Linked DNA regions of Gossypium arboreum: region 1 is linked to region 2. Evidence: chromatin contacts called from public Hi-C data. All regions are on one chromosome and are shown on one strand. The core of a region is the stretch at or near the end of the contact, and the rest is flanking DNA. Distances in the headings are between cores, read along the strand shown. Region 1 holds the start of LOC108472601. Region 2 has its middle 5.6 kb from the start of LOC108472750.

Region 1 (4,565 bases), core at 1,375-3,874, 97 kb after region 2:
TATCTTAGAATTTTCTAATTTAATGTATTTACTTAATGTATGAATACCATTGCAAAATCATTAATGTTTGATGAGTTTTTACCCCTTTAATAAACTCTTTCACCAACAACATCTTAATTAGAAGTGTTCGTAGGCCGGACTGAAATCTGATTTCAAAAATTTTGCATCACCTTAAAATTTTATATATTTTAATAATTAAATTTAAAAAATGAAATTTAAATTCGAACCAAAACGAACCGAATCAACAAAAATTATCCAAATCGGCCCAAGTCGGCAGAACAAGCCACCCAACCTTGAACAGCTATAATCTTGATTTAGTTACAAGACATTTGTAGTGGTGTCATATGTGAAATTGGATACATATGCTATATGCATTATAATACAAAGCTGCAAAGCCTAAAAAATTTGGAAGCAAAAATCAATTTTAGTTCATCCTTGGTCCCTTCATGCAAGCTATTCTGCTGGCAAGTAACCAACTGGCTTTGTCTTTGATTTTCATATACCAAAGAATTAGAAAATAATAAAATATATTTGGTGGCCTAAAATTATGGTGCCGTAGTTGATTCCCTTAAAGTGGAGGCTGACGGTTGATGACTACTATCTTAGCCCATATATCTGGTTCATGTTACATGCATCTACGTCAATATTTTTAATCAAGTTGGTTCCCTTTACTTGTTCTTATTTAGGACCAATGATTTGACATTGAATGTCAACTGAGGGACATGTTCCATTTTCGTCGGCCGTAAGTCCTTAAGGCATATGGTCCATCTTTATCAACAACAAATTCCACACAATATCAATTCAAATTTGGGCTGGTTTTATATAATCTAAGAGAAGATTGTTTCTAAGACACAATCATGATTTCATTGAAAATATTTGTATAAAAATTTATGTTAAAATCAAATAAAGCTTTGATTGATTCATTAATTGTGGATTTACATTGGGTTTTAACTGTTAGGTTTTATATAAAATATAAAAAATACAAAAATATCTTTATAATAATTGTTACTTTTTAAATAGGAGGGTTTTGTGTTCGATTAAATATTAACTTGGCGCCAGTGTTGAGACGCATTATCCTCATAGTTAAGAGTTAGAAAAGGTAAAGAGTAGTTCTAAGTATTGTATCAACTTAGAAACTTTCAGATATTTTCACAATTGAATTAGATGTTTAAATAAAAAAAATAGAATGGTTCTGTAATTATTTTGATATTTTTAAAATTAATAATTTAACTTAAATCTATTTAATTTTATAATTTTATCCTAATTATTGTATTTTTTATACGATGCCTAAGACTGTCCATAACTCCTCCTCAACTCATAAATAGCACGATAATGCACTTCAACACCCTATATTAACAACAATACCCATATAAATTAAGTTAAAACTCAATCAACCTAACCATTATAATTTACCCTATATAAAATACTTATACCTTCATCTTCAAAGAATATATTGCATGGGAATAAAACATCCAAAATTTTAAAATATAAAATAGTTACCGAGGTAGCAGATGTCAAGATTTAAACTTCACCTCCAAATAATTTCGCAATTTTGAAATTTAATTTTTATTTTTAATTTCAATAATTTAACCATTTTATTTTTTACTTAATAATTGAATTCCATATGATAACATTCTTGTGGACTTCATTAAATTAGATTAAGTGATATTTTTAAAATGTTAAAATAAATAAATAAAATTGTTATATCTACAGTTATAAAATTTTCGATTTTAAATATGAGATTGTAAGATTTTTTCACAATGGTTCAAAGTAATACACAACTTTCATAGAGTGAAGGCTTTTTTTTTTCCTTTAAAAATGCAACATAATTTAATGGAATTTTTTTAATGTTATCAATTGATTAATAGTAAAATTAAAAATTCTTAAAATTAGAGATGATAATGGAGTGGAATGAAGATAGATAATGTTAAATTTATTATCGCTCCACAATTGATATACTCTGCTCCACCACCCGCCTCACTTTAATATGGATATATAATTTTAAAAATCACTATCACCTCTATATATGTTGGATGTATCTATTCCCGCCCTACCTTGCTCTGCTTCGCTTCAATTTAATTTTGCTACTTTTCTTTAATTTTTTCAATATTTTTAAAATCAAGTAAATATTTAAACATAATTCTTCAAAAAAAATATTTAAACATAAAATATATGATTTTTTCTATATTATTATTACATTTTGACCCTTTTAACAGTTTATATATACAATGATAAAATAATAATTTTATATAATAGAATAAGTCGGGATAAAACAAGCAATTACTACAACCTCTCCACATCCACTATCCAAAAGAAAGAATCCACACTACCCGTCTTGCATCCACTTTTCAAACAAAAATCCGCTCCATTTAAAAGGGGTTAAAGTCAGAATTAACTGGTGGATTCAAATTTTGACATTCCTACTTAAAATAAATAAATTCTTAAAATTAAAAATAAAATAAAAAAAACTAAAGTTGAAGTATGCTAACTATACCTCTTGAGCCGAAGCCCAGAATCGCTTTATTTATTTTTCATGTTTAGCCCAACAATCTTAACTACTATTGGTCCATAGCCTAAAAGCAAATAATTTTTCAACCTTCCGTTACCTTTGGCGCCTTATCTGTCAATCCCCTTATAACCCACTAAGCTAAAACTCACTGCTTTCCACTTGAAAGTTTTGTTCTTTGCTACCAAATCTTAAAGCTTTTGCTTTTTAACATCCATGGCTTTAACTCTTAACTTAAAACTCACCATTTCTGTATCCTCTTCTTCATTTCATCACCATCCTTCTTCTTTCTCTCCCTTTTTTTCTCTCAAAACCCAGACCAAGCCTTTCTCTTTCACCACAAGAATCCATAATCTCCAATACCCATCTCTCAGTCTCACATTCTCCAGGAGGTTCTTCATTCTTCCTTCAGTTTCTGGAATCTGGGATGCTTTAACTGGCAATAACAATCCCAAAGATGCTGTAATTGCTATAAGACGTGGAATGTTACTATTTAGGCAGGTAAGCTGAATCTTTTCATTTGATTCTGTTTGGTATTTTTGTTGTATATGATTTGTAATGATTTTTTGTTTTAAAGGGTGATGTGCCAGGTTCTGTAGTGGAGTTTGACAAGGCAATTGAGTTAGATCCCCGACAAAAGGCATGTAAGTTCCTGAATTAAGATTGTCCCTTCATTTGTCTTTTAAAAATACCTTTCTGTAGTAATGTGGTTTTTACAATGTTTATTATAGATCTTTGGCAAAGGGGATTATCATTGTACTATCTTGATAGGTAAATAGTTCTATATCTTTTAATCTTTTGATGGTTAATTGAGTTGTAATTGAGCTTGATGGCATTGACAACTCAATTAAGCTTAGGTTCTTTCTTTAGGTTTTATTGCAAGAAGATCAATGATAATTCTCATACTTATGGTTTTGGTTCTCTTTAGGTTTGAAGAAGCTGCAGAGCAGTTTAGAATAGATGTTGCTGAGAACCCTAATGATACTGAGGAATCAATATGGTGCTTTCTCTGTGAAGCTCAATTATATGGAGTCGATGAGGCAAGGCAACGCTTTCTAGAGGTAAGTGATATAATAGATATGGCTAACAAGATAGTAAGTAAGCCAACATAGGCTCACCTTATAATGAATGACCTCTCTAATGAGTTGAGAATGTTTAAATACACAAGTGAGCAAGTTTGCTTCTTCTTTTTTATGAAGAACAGTTTTAACTTTGCATTTTAAGTGAGCTGACAACTACAAGTTGTCTTAATCCGGTTACTATCTAAATGTAGGTTGGAAGAGATCCACGGCCTGTCATGCGGGAAGCTTATAACTTGTTTAAAGATGGAGGTGATCCAGAAAAGGTATTGATTGAATTGAACACCCCTCCCTTGCAGTAATGTCCATGTAAACATGTATCCAAATATGCAGTTTGGTTTTACTTTAATGTTTCTGAATGAATAATTAATTTTGCTGTGTAGCTTGTTGCTGCTTTCACCAATGGACCACAGTACTTCTATGCTTCTTTATATGCAGGACTTTACTATGAATCTCAGGTTTGTTCTGGTCCTTCAGTTGTTACTACATCCATTAGCTTTGTAATGTATGTGTCACACTCGGTCAGGGTGAGCGATGGATGTATTTGATGTTTCTTGAATTGTTGTGTACTGCTTTTCACTTTGCAGAAGAAAGCAGATGCAGCCAAAGTTCATATACTTTCAGCATGCAACTCTCCTTATGGACAAAGGTTTGAACTAAGAATGTATTCACATTTAGGACCACTGCTACTAATAGCAATACAACATCATTACAAATTGCCCCTATTTCTTTTTCAGGTCTGATGACTACATGGCTTCCCTTGCCAAAGTTCACTGTCTTTGTCGAAATTGGACCTCTGAGTGAAGTTCCTCGCTCAAGCTTAGTAAAATGAATTTAAAAGCTGGTTTCAGAGAAAAAAGTTGAACAAATCACCGCAATAACACTCCATATGGTGAGTTGGAGTCTGAGATAACATGTGAATGTTGAATAGCTTATACACTATTATTTTAGACATTCTCAGCATGCAGTGTTCTTGAGTA
Region 2 (4,323 bases), core at 1,043-3,542:
CAAAGCCTGGCATATAAGTGAACCAATGTACAAGTCATGAATGAGACCACAATATAAACACAAGCCAAATAAGATGAAGTCAGTCAATATCAATGACCAAGGTAATTCGGTGTCTAATGCAGCTTGATATTTCTTATCTTAAATTAATTAAAGTATGCACCAGGAAACTTAAAATTCTACTCACTAAGTATACCTCTATGCTTAGTGGTGCTTAAATCAATTCAATATTATCGAGATGCATATTTAATTAATTTAAGTATACACATACTCTCTTGATATCTAAGATAAATTATTTTATAAATTAAGACCATTTTATCATTTAATCATCTCTTTAGACATTAATATGTATCGGATTTTGTTGAGTATTGTTTTTTTGTATCGTATTAAGGGAAATACAAAGGATATTTATACATGTTCCTACTTCTACCATTATAACTCATAATAGGGTTCACTGTTTTGTCTTGGCCTGTGGGCCAATGGTATTGACATTTTCTGAGCATCCCTCGGCTTATTAGATGCTTGCTTGCAGAGCACGCGGTCCTTTCTTATTCTCGGTTTGATTCCCTCAATGAACCTCGCACTTGTCAATCATGAGCAGGAATCCTTTACAGGGCTCACGGTCCCCTCTGCGGACAAATTTATTAATTATTATAGTCTTTTCTTGATACTTAAAAATTACCATATATCATATCTTTTTTACATTCGATCATGATTAAGCTCCTTACATTACTTCTTGAGTTATTCAATCTTAGTAATTCCTTTTCATACTGTTTACCAAATCTTGTATACTCATTGGATATTAGAAGCTATTATACCAGTCCCTTAATTCTTATCTTTGATAAAACTTTGATTCTTAAACTCAACAAGATATTCCTCTGTATATATATATATATATATATCAACATTCCTTTTACAATTTTAATTATAGCCATCATGCAATTTATCAAATAAAATATTGCATATCAAATCGTTTATACGCAGCTCATAGTACACTACGATGAAATCATACAGCTGGATATCAGAATATGTCCAACCTACTCTCTAATATACGCATTGAAGTGATCCATCTTATACTTCAATATACATATCGAAGGGCTCTAGCTTACACTTCAATGCACACACAAAAGTGCTTCAACTTACATTTCAATGTACGTATTGAAGTGCTACATGATCTCATACATATATAATAATATAGTGAGATATGAATGATCAAACTAAGATTTATCTTTCATATATAATAGTGGTGATATTTTGGGTCCATGATAGAATTAGACTAGAAATGTATGTATGGCCATACTTAAATGAGTTCATATGAGATTTTCGACTCATTTGTATATCTTAGTTTCTTCAAGATTTAAGAATTTAAAGTTCGAATTCTACAAGTGTGATTGTTCCATTACTTGTGTACAATCTAAACGTCACAAACAAAAGGATAGATTACATACTAACACTATCATAAAATGGGTTATGTCGAACCATGACTTTTTGCAACTTAGGTAAGAGAAGTACATTGCTAATTGTTTGTAATATTACAAGTGTTTTAATATTACTGTTAACATTACAGTATCCTACAAATAGTGATGTTCATATAATTAATTTAATTTGGCATAGTTAAAATTAGACACTAAATATTTACATGTTTGATGCACATATATAAAGGGTTTAATTAAAATAAAGCAAAAATGTTTCATATATTTTTAGCATGGTAAATTATGTGATACCGAACTTATTAAATACAGTATTTATAAATTTTGGTTAAGGCGATTAGTTTGAAGATGTATAAGAGGGAATTCCATTTATCTTATTTTAGTCACTCTAAATTTTTTTTTCTTATACTTTAGCTACTCTAATTAAGATAATTATTCGAATTAGTCATTAAAAATTCTGTTAATCCACTAACAAATTGCTGATGTGACATATTTGTTCATTGAGTGACTAATATGTGATATTTTTTTTTACTTTTAATTAAAGTTAGAGATCTCTTTATAATTAGCCAAAACACTTTATTTTTATTTTTCTCTTCTCTCTTCTTTTGTTTTTATTTTTGGGCTTTCTGAGATGGCTGTGAGCTTCTTCACATCCATTTAACAAAGATGAAACAAAACCTGGAAAATGTTGCTCAATAAGCCCAGATTTCCTAGCTATAAATCGGGTGGGAGGAGGGGCGAGACACCAAATGTCGTACACAACTCAGTCACACATCGTCATTCTTCATCTTCACTTGATATTTCTAGGGGACCATTGCTGGAAGGGACAAGCATTAGGCCGTTGTGGCTGATTATTGTGAGAGGAGTTGCTTTCAGCAACTGGCATAACCCATATAATATCTGTCTTGATTAGGAAAGCTCACAATTGAAAGCTATATGTTTAGAAAACTATATTAAGTCCTAAGCTCGCATTTTTAAATCCAAATCATGTTTTGTTTAAGTTATTTGTGGCTTTCAGGTTAATTTCGGACAATGTTTTTATTGCTTAGAGATCTTGGACACTTTTAAGAAGCACCGTGTTGGTCGACAAGGTTCTTTTGCCCTCAAGTTGGATATAAGCAAGGCGTATGATCGTGTGGAGTGACGGTTTTTAAAACCTGTAATTCTTAAATTGGGTTTTTGGAAGCTGTAAGAAATAAATATTATCATGAGGGACTTGCTCAAACAGAAAAGGACCTTGTTAAATTTATCTACGCGTACGATAAAGAGATTGGGATGATGAAGTGGGATATGGTACCTGATTTCAAAACTACACAAGAACGAAGGAGGGATCCAATCACGCCGGCTGTTAAAGTAAATTTTGATGCGGCTATTGACGATCACCGCAAGATGTCCTGGTCTGGAATTATAATCAGGTATGTTAATTGCAGTGGCGAAGCTACTAAAAGAACAGGGCATGACTCCCCTAAAATGGTAAATTTTCACTGGTTGATGGGATGGCTCTTACTTCTAGTAGACAAGCTAATCGGCACATTTTGAATGCGTTCACGGCTGAAGCTACGGCGGCGATCCAAGCTATTTCCTTTAATTTGCTGATAATTTGGGATTTTCACCTATGAACTTTCTTACATTGTAAGGTCACTCTCATTCGACGAGGAGTGAATACAATTGCCCATTTGCTAGCCTGGAGTGGTGTCAGATACTGACGGAGCAACTTTTTGAGTTGAAGAGGCGCCAGTTCACCATTTGATTTACTAATGTACTTTTTTATACATATAAGATGCCTACAATTACTCATAGTTTTCTCTAATTTTTTAATAGGAGAATAAATACGCTTCAGCGTTTGAATTCATGTCTTCCTGCATAATTAACTAATGTCAATTGAACTAAAATCTAATCGATAATTTTACCAATGTACTTTTAAATATCTATGAATGCTATTATTATCATTCAAAAATTATTTATAATAATTAATAAATAGTATTAGAGTAAGCTACAATAGTCATTTATTCAAAATTTAACATTCACAATCGAGGAAGTTGAATGGGACAAAACATGCCAATAAGAAAATTGTTATAAATTATTGTGATATTTTTTTATCGATAAATTACAAAAATAGTTTTATATTTCTGTTTAATTTATGTTTTGGACGCTGAAGTTAATTGTTATAATTTGATCAAAAATATTATTATTTAATAAAATTTAATTAATAATCCGTTAATAATTATTAACAAATTATGAAAGTTTGATATTGTACAAATTATATTATTAAATACTAACATGACTTTCATATCAACACCGCATAATTTAAAGTTTTTTAAAACTTTTTTTTATTCTTTTATTTCACTTTCTATATTTCCTTTTTTTTTTTTTTCTTATTCTTTCCTTTCTCTGGATCACAAACACCCTCTTCCTCAAGTAACTCAGCCACAACCACCCACCACTGTTCACTACATACACTCTTCATCTCTCTCACCACCACTCACTAACCCTTCACCCTTACTAGTAACTAAGCCTCACACTCTCCGTCACTACCCCTCAACATCATCACCATATTTAAACCACCACTCACGACCACCCTACACATCAACTACCAAGCCCCTAAATCAAAACCCACTCCATTAGTCTACTGTCATGCACACACCTTTAATCCACCTCATTCCCCAGAATCTCACCACCTCATTTAAATTTAACCCTCAATATTTATAAAATTTGTTATTTTAAGTTGAATTCTAAAAAAAATCAATAAATTCAATTTTCAGTTCAGAAAATAATTATCAGGGAACTTTAACAATACCTGCCTTGAAATGATCATCCGAGTACCACAAACACTATGTGGCCTTTTTAAAGCATTTCAATTTCATAGCTTTGACCCTCTAATATCAGTGCAAGCAAT

Evidence for each region. Hi-C and Micro-C count contacts between places; a contact is called where the count stands out from the background.
Region 1: a Hi-C map of leaf shows a contact between it and region 2, with 3 times the contacts expected there. The contact joins the promoter of LOC108472601 here to the enhancer-like site in region 2. A contact is called at or near these places in 2 of 5 Hi-C or Micro-C datasets (both in leaf).

What each region holds. Positions count from the first base shown.
Region 1 is chr11:122,019,304-122,023,868 of ASM2569848v2, forward strand. It overlaps LOC108472601, which reads left to right and starts at 2,625. Exons shown (of 9, transcript XR_001869568.2): 1 at 2,625-3,007; 2 at 3,084-3,150; 3 at 3,238-3,277; 4 at 3,435-3,567; 5 at 3,780-3,851; 6 at 3,969-4,043; 7 at 4,173-4,234; 8 at 4,323-4,477.
Region 2 is chr11:121,922,274-121,926,596 of ASM2569848v2, forward strand. No RefSeq gene overlaps it. Among protein-coding and RNA genes, the nearest start is that of LOC108472750, 5.6 kb to the right of the region's middle. Within about 2 kb of position 2,293, at least 1 of the 2 cell types and tissues checked has an H3K27ac peak or open chromatin away from gene starts, as enhancers often do. A contact at or near this core is called in leaf, where this site is marked.